Regions from separate parts of the Gossypium hirsutum genome. Here region 2 is linked to region 1. Evidence: chromatin contacts called from public Hi-C data. All regions are on one chromosome and are shown on one strand. The core of a region is the stretch at or near the end of the contact, and the rest is flanking DNA. Distances in the headings are between cores, read along the strand shown.

The links. A called contact is a pair of places that touch in the nucleus more often than the background predicts.
Region 2: a contact with region 1 is called in a Hi-C map of leaf, with 2.4 times the contacts expected there. The contact joins the promoter of LOC107914613 here to the promoter of LOC107914609 in region 1. A contact is called at or near these places in 2 of 34 Hi-C or Micro-C datasets (hypocotyl and leaf).

Annotation. Positions count from the first base shown.
Region 1 is chrD10:21,544,074-21,551,363 of Gossypium_hirsutum_v2.1, reverse strand. It overlaps LOC107914609 (F-box/kelch-repeat protein At3g06240), which reads right to left and starts at 3,861. Exons shown (of 2, transcript XM_016843561.2): 1 at 2,541-3,861; 2 at 1,122-1,977. The coding sequence starts at 3,734. The coding sequence ends at 2,580.
Region 2 is chrD10:21,702,770-21,710,059 of Gossypium_hirsutum_v2.1, reverse strand. LOC107914613 reads left to right here and starts at 3,733. Exons shown (of 7, transcript XM_016843566.2): 1 at 3,733-4,193; 2 at 4,986-5,057; 3 at 5,155-5,222; 4 at 5,510-5,657; 5 at 5,751-5,834; 6 at 6,169-6,261; 7 at 6,845-7,063. The coding sequence starts at 3,903. The coding sequence ends at 6,850.

The DNA.
Region 1 (7,290 bases), core at 2,612-5,111:
CTAATCCATTTCTTCAATTCCATCGAACACTAAATCAAGTGTCTATTGATTAGACAAAGAAGTTGGAAAAGGTTAAACAAGAAGTTCATGTTAGAGGTGGAGATAATGAAAGAGAAAATGGGGCATATTTGGTAGCTAACCTTAGGAATTTTAAATGTCGAATATAATAATTAAAGAATGAGCATGTAGAGTGTGAAAAGGTATACATTAATAAAGGTGTAGATGTTAATATTCGTATGAAGGCAGCTTTTAAGAAACAATAATAAGTGAAATGATTAATAAAGATGAGAAGATTTTAGTCCACCAATACTAGATGGTAGTACTTCATGGACTTCTTTAATTAATGCAACCCAAATTATTTAAAACCCAATGCAACATATGAGGTAATGAGTGAACCCTTAGAGAATAAAAATAGAAATAATTGTTCCAAAATTAATGAAAAAGGTAGGGATAGGTGAACTTAAAGACTAATTGAAGAAGATAAGGATCTATAGTTAAAATTAAAGAAACTTAAGAGTCTTGAATAGATCGATGATGCATTTTGGCTAAAAGTGAATGTAAAAAGAATGTAAAGGAAAAAGAAGAGCAAATGAAGGAAAAAGTTATGATCACCGATTACCAGAAGTGGAAATGCAAGAATGAATCATATGAGAATTTCATGCAAATGAAAAAAAAGGAGGCGCGGATGAGTGGTTATAGAGGTGTTCATGGGTTGGGCCTAGTCAGGCCCAACAAAAAATTTAGGCTTGTTTGTTGTGCTTGTGCTCGGTCTGAAAATAGACTTAAAATTTTGTTTAAACTCTACCCGAATAAAAATGTTAAATTTCAGGCCCAGTTTGGCCCGTATTAAATGTTTTATATTATTTTTATATACTTTTTAAATATATATAATACATAAAAAATACTAAAAACTTTAAAATAAATGTTTTCCAACAAATTAAAAATAAATTTTAAAAAATATGTATACTTAAATAACACTAAAATAGATACAACTTAACAAGCAAATGCCTCTAAAAGAATAACAAAATTAACAATAAAACAAGTGTTATACAATATTCAAACAATAACAACAAAATAGCAGTAATATAATAGTAAAATAGTAGCAAAATAAAGAGAAAACAACAAGATAATAACATTAAAACAACAAAAAGTAGCAATTTTTTGTCCTTTTGTGAATTCGGGCAGGACTCAGGCCAAAAATATCTTTTTTTTTTTACCCAAACTCATTTTTCGAGTCTATATTTTTATCCAAACCCTCTCAATTTTCGGGTGAGCCTTCGGGTTGAGCTGGGTACCCGACCCATGAGCAAGTCTAATTGGTTAATATATCAACATTGGATCATGATAATTATAATAAAATAAACACGTAATCCTTGAATCAATGACAAGCAAGAATCATGAAGAACCCCGGCTTCCCTGTATATATAGAAAACCTGGAATTTAAGCCCTCACCTTAACCATCTGCTTTATCCAATCTCTTCCCCGTTATATCATATGCTTTCATATTTGAGTAATTAAGTACTTTGATACAGATAGATTTAATTTTGAAGTTTTTCAAATATTTGGAAGTTTCATCCTTGAAGGGTCATAGTCGTGTATTCATGTTCGAATTTATGTTGAATAAAAATATGGACTACGCGAATAAATGAACAGTAGAGCAACCTAGCTCATAAGATTCTTTCTGTACTTTTCATTTTTCTTGAAGCATCCGTAACTAGTGTTAGGCACCATTTTAGATACGGACGATCACCAATCTAGGTAATAAGTCAACTGTGGTGCCATGAGGACTATCTATTTTAAAAATATCACTGCCAATTTTGCTCCAACATCTCAGTTTTCTTTAAGCACCCATATCTAGTATTCGTGTTAGATTTCCAGATACGGGTATGAGAATATGATCCTCCAAATACATTAAAAGCCATTCATCATACCTGTACTCAACACACGCTCTAGTCCAAAAACCATACATCAACACCACTGCAAAAATGAGAAACTAGCTGATAACGATTCATGATAGTATAAGCTGCCCCAAGTTGCATAGGCAAGCAACTGGGAATGGAAATTATAAAAAAAGTGGGAGAAAACACACAGACAAGCAATCTGTATTCAGTGGATTCCTAGAAAACAAAATTATTTGAGCTAATTACACTGTTTCATTTGGATCTAAAAGTACAGACAATAAGTCATGATCATCATCATAATAGTTCCTATTGTTCAACATCAAATTACATTCATCGATTCGAGACATCTAGCTCTCTAAACAACTATTCGTGTATGAAAAGCACACCATATCCAGCATGTATATGCACTTGCAGATCGTATGTGCAGGTTATTAGATCTGCAGATAAGAGTTAACAACTAATTGATTCTCTAGGCAGAAATCTAGCAAATTCACTGAAACAACCAAAAAAACATACAGACAAGGCAGAGGCTAACATCTTTAGCTTGCGTATAGAACGAACAAAAACAGAATTTTTGGAGAAAGACAATATAGTCGCCATAAATTGCATATCAAGAGAGAAAATCCCATGAAATCTTACCTCTTTTGTTGTAGTCTCCTTCCATTTTCATATTCAATATCAATCCGATGCGTCTCCAGCCGGCCGACGTATTATAAGTTCCTCGCGCTCTGATCTTCCATTGATTGGAACCAAGCTCTCAACATAAGCAATAATCTGCATCGTTTCCTGATAAGCATGGATACCAAGACTTTTAAGCTCTCGTGTGGAGGGGTCAAACAACACAAGTTCATGATCCGAGCTCTCGAGAAACAACTCACCATTTTTCCAAAACCCCAAAGGCCTCTCAACTCTAGGAAGAGATTCAATACTGAATTGTTTAGTCCATGATCCATTCATAACCCATAAATCAAAAGATTTGTCAGTCCCTTCCCTTGGGTAAACAATAGCACCAAGCAGTCCATTGAATTCCAAAAGTTCCAAATAGTATTCAGCTAAAGACCCACCAAATTCAGGCAATGGTAAAGCAGAAAACTTTTCATTGACCATATCAAATGAGAGAATAAGGTACTCAGAGTCCCCAATTGCCTGCCAATAATAAAACCCGTTTACGTAATTATTAAACAAAGGAGATCCATAAGGTTGAACCCCGGGAACTGAAATCTCCTTCCATGAATCGCTTTTAAGTGAATATAACTCAACTTGGTGGTTCCAATCACCCATTAACCCTTCATCTTCATTCTCTTCAAAATAATTAGTAACAAATCTTACCACTTTGTAGTCACCACTTTGAGAATCAAACCCAATACCAACGCAACCAAAACTAGTGGAATCTACTGAAGGAGGGCGTTGGACTGTGGATTGAGGGAGAGTTTTAAACTCTCTAGTTGATGGGTTCCAAAGGGCAACCTTATCAGCATCATGTAAACACAACAATCCATTACAAGGACCTGAAACCACAGGGGCATACCAACAATCCTCGAAAAAGGGTAAGTGAATGTTGTGTTGTACCGAAAAGTTTTGGCCTTTCTCAGTTGAAAGTTGAGAGAAATAGTAGATGTCATCACGGGTGTTACCCAGACAACGTTTGAGGAGGAGATTAAGGTTGTTGTTGTGGAGGTTGTTTTGCTGATGTTTGGTAATGAAATGAGGGGTTTGAAAAGATGAACACCAAGGCTTACAAACGCACCTGAAACGTGTCAAGGACTTAACTGGAAGCTTTGACAGAATCTCCAACATCACCATTTCTGGTACCTCAACTCTAGTTTCGGGCATCTTCCCTCTCTATCTTATCTATTTCCTCTGTCTTTTGATGAATGATTTCATTTGGGGTAAGAGAATGTGAACTAAGAAAAAAGAAGACAAAACTGTAACAAGTAACATTACACGTTTTCTTATTTGGTATACAACAATAACAAAACAACGTTGAAGATGTGAAACAAAGTGAAGGTTAAATTATGCTATTATAGTCCCTGTAATTTATGAAAGTTATGGATTCAGTCATTAAAATTTAATTTGATCAATTTTAATTTTTGTATTCTTTAAATTGATCAAGTCTACTCCTTTTACTTTTTAAATTTTAAAGTTTTAGTCTTGACCCCAAAAAGTAGCAATTAAATTTGTTTAGTTAAATTCAATTACTAGTCATTTAGAGTTGTAAATTTAGTTCATATTCTCAAATATAATCATTCTAAGTCTTTATACTATTAAAATTTTGAAATTTCAATCTTTATGCAAAATACAATCGTTAATCCATTAATTATATTTTTAGTGAATAATATGTGGAAATAACTAGCTTACATAACATTACGCATATGATAATATGTTTGTCGCATCATATTTTGAAAATAGCATAACTTAATGAATTTAACAATTATCATTTGATGAGTTTTGAAATTTTAAAATTTGAACAGTAGAAGGGTTAAAATGACCAAATTAAAGTATATAGACTAAATCCACAACCTTTGTAAAGTACAGGGACTAATAACTAAATTTAACTTAAAGTTGAACTACGGCCAATGTGTTTGATGGGCCTGGCCGAGCCCTCTGGTAATTCTCAAAACCCAAGAGCTTATCCTGGGTAGGATTAGCACAATAATGGCCATATCCGTATAAAAATGCATATACTAAATTCGGAGTAAATTGAAAAGGTTAAAGTATTTTGTTAGTCCTATACTTATATATAATTTGAGATTTGGCGCATCTACTTTAAAAGTTAAAAATTCAATCCTCATACTTTTTTAATTTAAAAATCCTAATTTAATCATTATCGTTATTGTAGTTTCTGTCAAAATTTATTAATTTAACATGTTTATTTAAAATCAATCATATGTCATGTTATATAATGACAACCTAATCAAAATTCTAAGTTGACAAATTTTAACAGAAAATACTTAAAATTTTAATGATTGGACTGTGATTTTTTAAATAAAAAATATGAGGACTTAATTTTTAATTTTTTAAGTACATGGATTAAATCTCAAATTTTGACAAAATTCAGAGACTAACATCATATTTTAACCAATTAAAAATATCTAATATACTAGGAATATAACCCCCAGTCTTTTATTTTTTACTAAACAAAAAAAATCAAGAATAGGGATAGCATACATTACATAGTAATCCTGGAAGAGCAAACAACTAAATCAAAATTGGTCAAAAAATAGTTGAAAATACAAAAACAACACTAAACTTGATAGCATTGATAAATAGAAAATAGAAGCATGACAAAAAGTATAAATCTGATACAAACATATCAACCTCCCATATGAAACAATCCATAATTCATGAAAAACTCTCATCATCTCATAAAAATCCCTTCCAATCACTATACTCCACAATTCATGATAATCTCTTAACAAAATTAATTATTGAAAGGATACGGGAGACAGTAGATAATATTACAAATTTACAACATAAAACTAGTAGAAAGGAAAAAAAATTTTACAAAGAAAGAGAGGTTGGTGGATAAAAGTAGATATGAAGAGATGTTGGTGGATCAGAAGTGGATAGAGAGAGGTTTTCTAAACTTTTTTTCGATGTCCCCTTAGGCTTCCTTCATTTCCCTTTTATAAGAGAAATTTTTGAACTCTATTTAACTTTCTTTGAATCTCACACAGTTTTTCTGATAAGGATAATGTCTTATTATTGACTTGGCATGGTTGCTTCCACGTTGCTTCCTTTTTTGTCTACATATGGATGTCGTTTTCCCAAGTTGCTCTATTGAATGTCATTTTCCCACGTAGCTTCCTTTTTTATTTTTACTTGGATGTTGTTTTCCCAAGTTGCTTCCTTAATTGGTTTTTTCCACTTGGCTTTTATCTTGTCTGGATATTAACTAGATTCATTTCCTCCATTTCATCTAGTTGTAATGAATCTATTGACAATCTTGGTAAGTTCCAATTTTCCCACGTATTCTTGATTTCTCCTATTATGTGTGATGGAAAATCATCAATCTCCATGTCAGCTATCTTTTTTAATAGTTGCATGGATTCTTCGTCTCTATCATCCTGAGTGTTTCTAGGATCATATGTCAATATTCTTTTTCCATCAGTCCATAGACTATAAGTTTTTTGTTGAAGTAAATATTGGGCTTTGGTCATTAAATCTATTCCTGTTTGGATCAAATAATAATTGGGATTATTATAATACTTGTCAATATTTTTTTATCAAGTGTCTTTTTTCTTAACTACTGAAAGTTTGGGACCTTCAAACATTTTTTTAATGATCCAAATTAGATATGGCTGATAAAATTTTTCTTTTTCAGCTATACCAATAAGACTACTGATTTCAAGATGAAAATAATAATAAAAATCATCTTCATATATCATACGTAATAATATAAATTTAATAAATGTAGAAAAATCTTTTAATAAATGGAAAGAAAAATTTTTGAGTCTGTTTTAGACCAGATAAAAGGTTTATCCTTTTTTAATTTTTCATATAACCTACCTATTTTTTCAGATAAGTTAGGAATAATTAATAATTCCTAAAAATTGTTGAAGTTACTTTTTATCTTTAATTTTTTCAAGGAATTCTTTTATTTTTATTATAATATGATCTTGTAGTTTAAGACCATCTGCAGATAATTTTAATCCTAAGAATTCTATTTATGGTTTTTTCTAGCTCTATTTTCTTAGGACTTAGTAGTTTTATGAATTCTTGAGAAATGATATTTAAATGTTTTCTATGTAATTCTAATGTGTCTGAAAATATTAAAATATCATCTATATAAACTACACAAATTTTTTTATGTTTATTAAATATAGAATCCATCTATCTTTGAAAGATTTGTGGTGCATTACATAATCCAAATGGCATTACTTTCCATTGATATTGTCCATTAGGTGCGCTAAAAGCTGTCAAAGGCTTGGACTCTTCTATTAGCATGATTTGTCAGAATCTTGATGTACAGTCAAATTTACTAAAATATTGTACTTGTTTAGCTTGATTAATTAAAACATCCTTTCTTGGAATAAAATATCCATCAAAAATAATATTTTGATTTAATCTTTTATAATTAATAATCATTCTAGCTTTTCCTCTTTTTATTTCGGCATGATTTCTAACTATAAAGGCTAGACTAGAATGTGGACTATTACTTGTTTCTATTAATCATTTTTCTAATAATTCTTTAATTTGTATATCAAATTCATCTACATCTTGTTTAGTATAGACCATTGGTTTAACTCTAATAATTTTATTGGGATTTTCTAATTTAATTTCACAATATCTAGGGCTATTTTGCCGTAATTTTAATGGTTCTTCACTAAAATTATTTTCTAATATTTTAAACAACAAATGACTTATTTCAAGTTGTTTAATTTGTTCT
Region 2 (7,290 bases), core at 2,484-4,983, 160 kb before region 1:
ACTGCTTGACAGTTCTGACCTCTGTTCACTAAAAAATTATTATCTCATTGTACAAAATTCGGATGGTATTCTCATTTATTTATCATTAAAATAGACTCGTTCAGGATTCTAAAAATATAAATTTTAACCCATAATTAATTTTGTAAAATTTTTAATAATTTTCCAAAGTCAGAACAAGGGATTCTGAAATTATTCTGACTCTGTCTCACAAAATTTATTATATCTCATGATTTACAATTTCATTACTTACACCGTTTCTTCTATGAGAAACTAGATTGAATAAGCTTTAATTTCATATTTCACTCATCTTCTAATTCGATTCCAACGATTTTTGGTGATTTTTCAAAGTTGGCACACTGCTGTTGCCCAAAACTGTTTTAGTGCAATATATTGATTACCATTTTGACCCTAAACTTTTAACACATAACAATTTCATCCCTAGGCTCGTAAAATGAAATTCTTTTAATTTAAACCTTGATCCAAGCCTAATCATTCTCATACATATCAATAACAGTCCATGGATTTCTTAAAATTTTAGAATTTTTCCACAAATTCAATACTTTTCAATTTAATCCCTAAAACATATTTTCATCCAAAATTCTTTAATAAAACACCTTTAAACATCCATTAACGTCTTAATTTCATCACCAAATAACAAAAATCATACGAAATTATCAATGATATCTTCCAAAACTTTCAAAAAAAATCAAAAACTAATAGAATACTAAGTTGGACCTAATTGTAAAAGTCCAAAAATATAAAAATCTCAAGGGAAAAACAAGAATTGAACTTAATTGAAGCTAAAATGTGAAAGATCAGCTCTCAACCCTTTTCCATGGCTGTTTTCCACCAAAATTTCAAGAAGAAATGGTCTTGAAATCCTTAAAATAAATTTTGGCCACATAAACTTTATTGTAATTCTAATTTTGTCCTTAAATACATAAAAATCTTTGATTTTTTTTAACAGTATGCCGCCTCAGCCACTTAAATTGGTCCACTTTATCTTTTAGTCCTTCCTTATTTAATTGTTAGGCTATTTAATCACTTTAGCAAGTTTTACATCTTTTCAATTTAGTCGTTTTTAATTAATTGACGGCCAAAACGTTAAAATTTTCTAATGAAACTTTAATACTAACTCAATGGCACTTCATAAATATTTATAAAAATATTTATGGGTCAGATTATGGATTCGAGGTCTCGATACCTCATTTTAGACCCGATTTACCTATTAAATTCTTTTTTTTAAATCACAAAATTCACTAATTCAAAAATTCTTATAAATTCACACTTGACCCATAATTATTAATTTATTAAATTTTCAAGCTTACTTGTTGGATTTAGTGATCCAAAATCATTATTTCTGATAGCACTGAAAATTGGGCTCTTACACAATTGGCATTGATTAAGGCACTGCTCAAAAACTGCCTCAACACTTCTCATTGGAAAATACCAACTTTTGGTTGGCTAAAATAAAATGTGGATGCCTCTAACTCTAAATACCATAATCAGACAGGTTTGGCTACTATTATTCAAGATTCTGATGGAAATTTTATCAAAAGTCATGTGTTCTATTTTTGCAATGTTTGAACTTGTTCAAGCTGAGGTTATGGCTATATATTAGAGAAGCTCTTTTGTGGCTTAAGAGCTTGTGTCTTGATAATATTATTGAATCGAATTGCAAAGTGGTTGTTGATGCTTTGTGCTCTCAAGCTCTATCCTTTTATTGGATATGTCAGGATACAAATAATGGGGCTCATTGTCTCGCAAAAGTTGTCTTATTACTTGCAACCCGAGTTATTTGGAACATTCCCCTTATTATTTGATTGAGTGTTGGTCTTCGAATAATTTATTTTATGTCAACATAGAATTTGAAGGAGTTAGATCTCGATGGGTTGAGGAAGCCTAATAATTCGGGTTTAATTTTCCTCATTATTTTGTTGTTTTATTTCATTTTTTAATAATATCGTTTTCCATAAGAAAAGAAATAATATATTGATTAGTTCAAAAAGTTATGCGTTTATATAAAATATAAAATATAAAATATAAAATATATAGACAAATATATTGGGATTTTAAAATATTTTTATTCTAATAAAAATTATATGCGAGGAGATACTTTGTTTTTCTTCCTTATCCAATTTGTTCTCAATTCCAATAATTTAACATTTAGAAAAAAAAAAGACATAATAATTTTGATTCAAGCCCCACTTGCAGCATCCTTCTCCAACAATTTTCCAACTCACCATTAATAAATCCTCCCATCAACTATACATCAACTAGAGAGAGTTGACAAAACCAAATAAAAATAAGGAAAAGAATCCATTGATTTGTTGTAAATTTTAATCAAGCTTCCCTTATCTTAACAAATCTCCACCCAACTTGCCACGTCTGATTTTCCTAGCACCCATATTTTATTTTATTTATTTTCTGTTAGTTTTGTTGAAAAACTTCAATCCAAATTAACATGATCACACATATTCCCTACTCAAAATTATTTCATCCACAATTATTTTTTATTTTTATATTTTTCTTACTTTAAAAGAAAATGACTTGTTAAATTGTATTTTATAAAAATCGAGAGATTAATCTAATTGAATTACAATTACAATGTTGTCATTAAATCCTTGACCTAAAAGTTAATAGGTTCATATGTATAGAATTGATAAAAAAATCGATAGTTGAATAATTTCTATCTAAAAATTTAGTAATTTAGAGAAATTAAAGCAATATTACATGTAAGATAGAATTTAAAAAATAATTTGTGCTGTTAACTGGATAGGGTCCATTAATCTAGTTTCAAATTTAATCAAAGATGAATGATGAAACTTTCATGTATTTGTTTAAGAAGTTGGAGTTGGATTCCGATTTTAAAATTGTTTTTTAGAATTCATTACCCATCCTAAATAATGATTAAATTTACGTCAAAATTGAGTTATAATTCAACTTAAATGCTTGAAGTTTAACTAATGATATTTTACTAATTAAATAGGATAAACTCACTCAATTACAAAATGATCAATTAATAAATCAAGTTTATCTTTTTTGGTCGTCAACCGTTAATTAGATAATTAAAAGATGACTTGGCAGTTATAAAGATTGGTGCAGTAACGAATTTAGTCTTGATTCTTAAAAATTGGTCTTATTATTTACACTTTGCATAATGTAGTCAAAATTTCAAAACTTAGATTTTATTATTGAAAAACTAGTGATTTAAAAAATATATAAAAATATAAGTTTTGAAATCTTGAGATTGAAAGTTATTTTTTTTAATTTTTATAATTAGACTAAATTATGTAATGTGTAAATATTAAGGACTAATCTTTTGGAATCAAAATCATGTGAATGCTAAAAGTTGAAGTTGTTATCATCTTAATTTTTATATTTGCCACATGCCTTTCCATTCCCTAGTAAATGGTTGGTAATAAAAAAAAATCCGGAGAATTATTTTATAATTTTTTAAAATTAAGTGATGGACAATATAATTTACCCATTTAAATATTTGAATTTTACTCACGGAAACTGGAACTTGACTTTGAGTTTACGCCCGGACCGAACCGGCATGCTAATAGCAATAAATTGCACTTGGCCGAAGTTAAATGGTTTGGTCCAAGGCTCCAAGCTGACCACCACCTACAATACCAAAGCTTGTACAACCGTTTAGGTACGGCAACATATTTTAGTTGGGACAAACTCGATAATAAAAACCCAACCAAAGGTCATTTTCGTCAAACAAAACATAAGTTGGTCCCTTTCGTAAATTCCGCCAACACACCACCTTTTTAAAACCCTCCCCACTTCTCCACTCTCTCTCTCTCTTTCCGTTTATTAAAAAAGAAAAAAACTGTACATTCAAACCCCAAAAAAGTACATTAGGGAGAAAGTGAAAGGAAGGGAAGAAAACAATGGTGGATGATTTCATGGTATGTGTCGACAAAATTATAGCATCTGCAACTTGTTTTGAGTCTTCTTCAGTGAATGAAGGACAACCAAACTCAAATACAGCTGCTGGGAATACTAATGTTGATTTTCCTATGACGAAAGCAAGTGGTGATGGTGATGGTGGAAAAGAAGGAGATGGAAAAACTGGGTATAGTTCAAAGAAGGTGAAAGAGGTGGTGGAGTGTAGGATATGCCAAGAGGAAGATGATTTGCTTTCTTTGGAAGCTCCTTGTGCTTGCAGTGGCACACTCAAGGTCTTTACTTTTCTGGGTTTTTCTCGCCTTCTGTTTTTAAAGTTTTAAGTTTATATTTCTGGGTTTTTTGATTGTATGATTTAGATGACTCTGATCGTATGTTTCATTGGTCTTGCCAAGCTCCTTTTTTTTTTTTTTGTGGTTAGGAGAGGAGTAGTTGTAAAAAATATAAAAAAAAAATTATTTATGCTTTGGTACTTTTTTTTCTTTTCCTTTTGGGGCTTTTCCTTTGACTTTGTAGCTCTAGTGATGGTTCTTTGTTATTGGCTTATTGCATTATACAATTTAATAATAGTAATAAAATACACAACTTATTGCTAATTCTAAAACCGGGCTTTTTTAGGGGCCGGCTTTGTTGGGCTTCAGTTTTGTAGCAATGGTGCTATGATGTTTTCTAGGTAGTTTTATTGGTTTTGGAATGCGAGCATTTCTTGGCATTAGCATATGCCTTGTTTGAGTTTCCTTTTGACTTTTTCTTTCTTCATACGTTATTTCCTAAGCTTCAATATGAAAATTTCAAATGGTGTTCTTTTTCTATTTTTGTAAAAGATTTTAAAAGAAAAGAGAGTATATTCTTACCTGTTTCCTTTTCTTCTTTGCATTTGCATGACTTCTACTAGGTACTCATATAGCCAATACCTAACTTCATTTTTCCTAAAGTTTCAGTGTCCTGTATCCGACATATATGGAAAACCATAGGTTGTTTATATGGTTATCCGGTTTAAGATGGGTTTGTAGTTTTAAATGTTTGAAGTATCTTTTTAACTTATTGTGTATACATTTTTGTTTCAGTTTGCTCACAGGAAGTGCATTCAAAGATGGTGCAACAAGAAAGGTGACATAACTTGCGAAATATGCAAACAGGTTGGGGTTGTTTTTAGCCCTTTTCTTTTAATTTGCATACATAAAAAAAGTACGTGTTTGATGGATAATGTGTACAATATTGCTCTGTTTTTATCAGGTTTTTTCACCAAATTATTCTCTTCCTCCGACCAGAAGCAATCCAGATGTTCTGGCAATTGACATTAGGTAATCCTCTTTTTGGTTAACAGCTTCTACTTCTGTGTCTTTCCTGTTGGACCATAGGAGATATTTGTTCATCCCATTCCTTCTTAAATACAATATCTACGTTTTTTGGTTGGTTTCAACTTGTATGCTCTCGGACAGATTCTCACTGAAAATGCTTGTCACTTCATTGATAGCAGTTGGAAGGCTGTAGTATGACATCCTTGTTTGTGATCTCGTGTATTGAATTGTCCCTGAATTTTCATTTTGATTATTTTGTTATGTTTGCTTTGAATTATCTTCATGATCAGGCAAACATGGAGCCCGCATATTGATCTCCGTGACTCGCACCTTCTAGTGCTAACTACTTCTCAAAGCCAACTACTCCAATCAGAGTATGAAGATTATGTTGCTGCAAATAGCAGTAGCCTTGCCTGTCTTCGATTGGTTGCCCTCGTTGTAAGCAAATAATGCTTAATTATTTTCTCAACGTTCTTTACTCAAGAATTATAACTCGTCTCATGTTTGGAATGTTTTGTTGGTTTGTTGCAGTTGCTTATCATCCTGCTCGTACGCCAACTTCTTATGTTGACAAGGGATTTTGGCATGATACAGGAGGCATCAACTTTCATTAACGTGAGTTCAAATCGACATCTTTGGAATATCTATTGCACCATAGTAGTTCCTCAGTCTGCATTTGCATGTTGTGCCTTAATGCTTATATTTTGCATACAAGCATTGGACACGATGCCAAAGCAATGTCATACATATGTGCCAGATGTAAATTTAAATATGTTGTTGCACTTTGTGTTATAAGTTGAAACATTTTCTTTTAAAATGATGCTTGATAAGAGTACAGAGGTAGTTGTAAGTCTAGATAATGAAGGATGTGGGCTGCTCGGGATACTTTTACATTTTCTTTGTTCTTTTTTACTTCTAGCTAAGACTGAATTAGAATTTTGGTCAGCAGTTTCAGGTTTTGCTTCTCCAATTTGCTGGCTTTCTTCTGCCAACGTATGTGGTGGCCCGCACATGGTACTTACAAAACCGAAGGAGGAGACAGGTTAGCTCCTGATATATGTTCTTCTTTCTTTGATGTCATGGCTAATATCAGATATGTTTCTTCTACCTTTTTTAAACCGTAATGTTCTAATGGCTCATCGTGCATTTACTTTTTATGCTATACATTTTGTGCGTTTCATGTAGTCTAGTTTGATTGAACCCCCTTTTGTACCAAAACAGGAGCCCCTCTATTCCTGCATAATGATATTGCACGATAAAGATGTGCAAGACTAACAGAACTGTAACGATAGTAAATGTTCTTGGACGACATTGACAAACTTATATTGCTCCAGATCTTTGTTTTCTTGAAGCATTTGAATTTGGAAAAATCTTAGAAAATATTGAATGTTCCCGTGTTTGACACTTACACCTAAGTCTGAGTAACTTCCATGAAGTAGTTTCCTTACTGTAAACATCTCTGTATGGATATTGGATAATGTATTGTTGAGCACTGTTTGGTGGTATTGAACTGTTTGTTCTTCAATGTGATTTCAAACTAAACTTGTCAGAAAATAGCTTTCTATCTGCAGTTTTCTTCCTACCATTTTAATTGAAAATTTTTTCTCTCTCTTGAATGTTTCAAGGGTTAAACCAGCAATGTGTTATCTGCATTTTCGGGTAGGAGGCTGTTGCATTGGTGAGGGCAGAGAAGCAAGTTGTGTTGTTTTCCATAATTGCATAAAGGCAATTTCCCAAGTTGTAATGAATGAAAAAATAGCCAAAAAAGAATGGCTGAAATCCTTTGTATCTGTCTACTGAAGAACTCGGAAGCAATTGTATATGTGATTACGAGTTTTCTTTTACTCGTTTGTTTAGCAATTCATATCAATTAGAGTTAGGCCTATTATGATAATCAAATTGCTTGGGATTAAACTAAAGCTCTTATGCTTACAGTATAATATTTTTATGCTCTTGTCATGGGCCAAGAGATTGTTGGCAAAAAAATATGAATTTTTTAAATTAAATTAAATTATTATATACATAAAATAAAATTATTCATTTTTAAAAATTAACAACATTAATTTATATA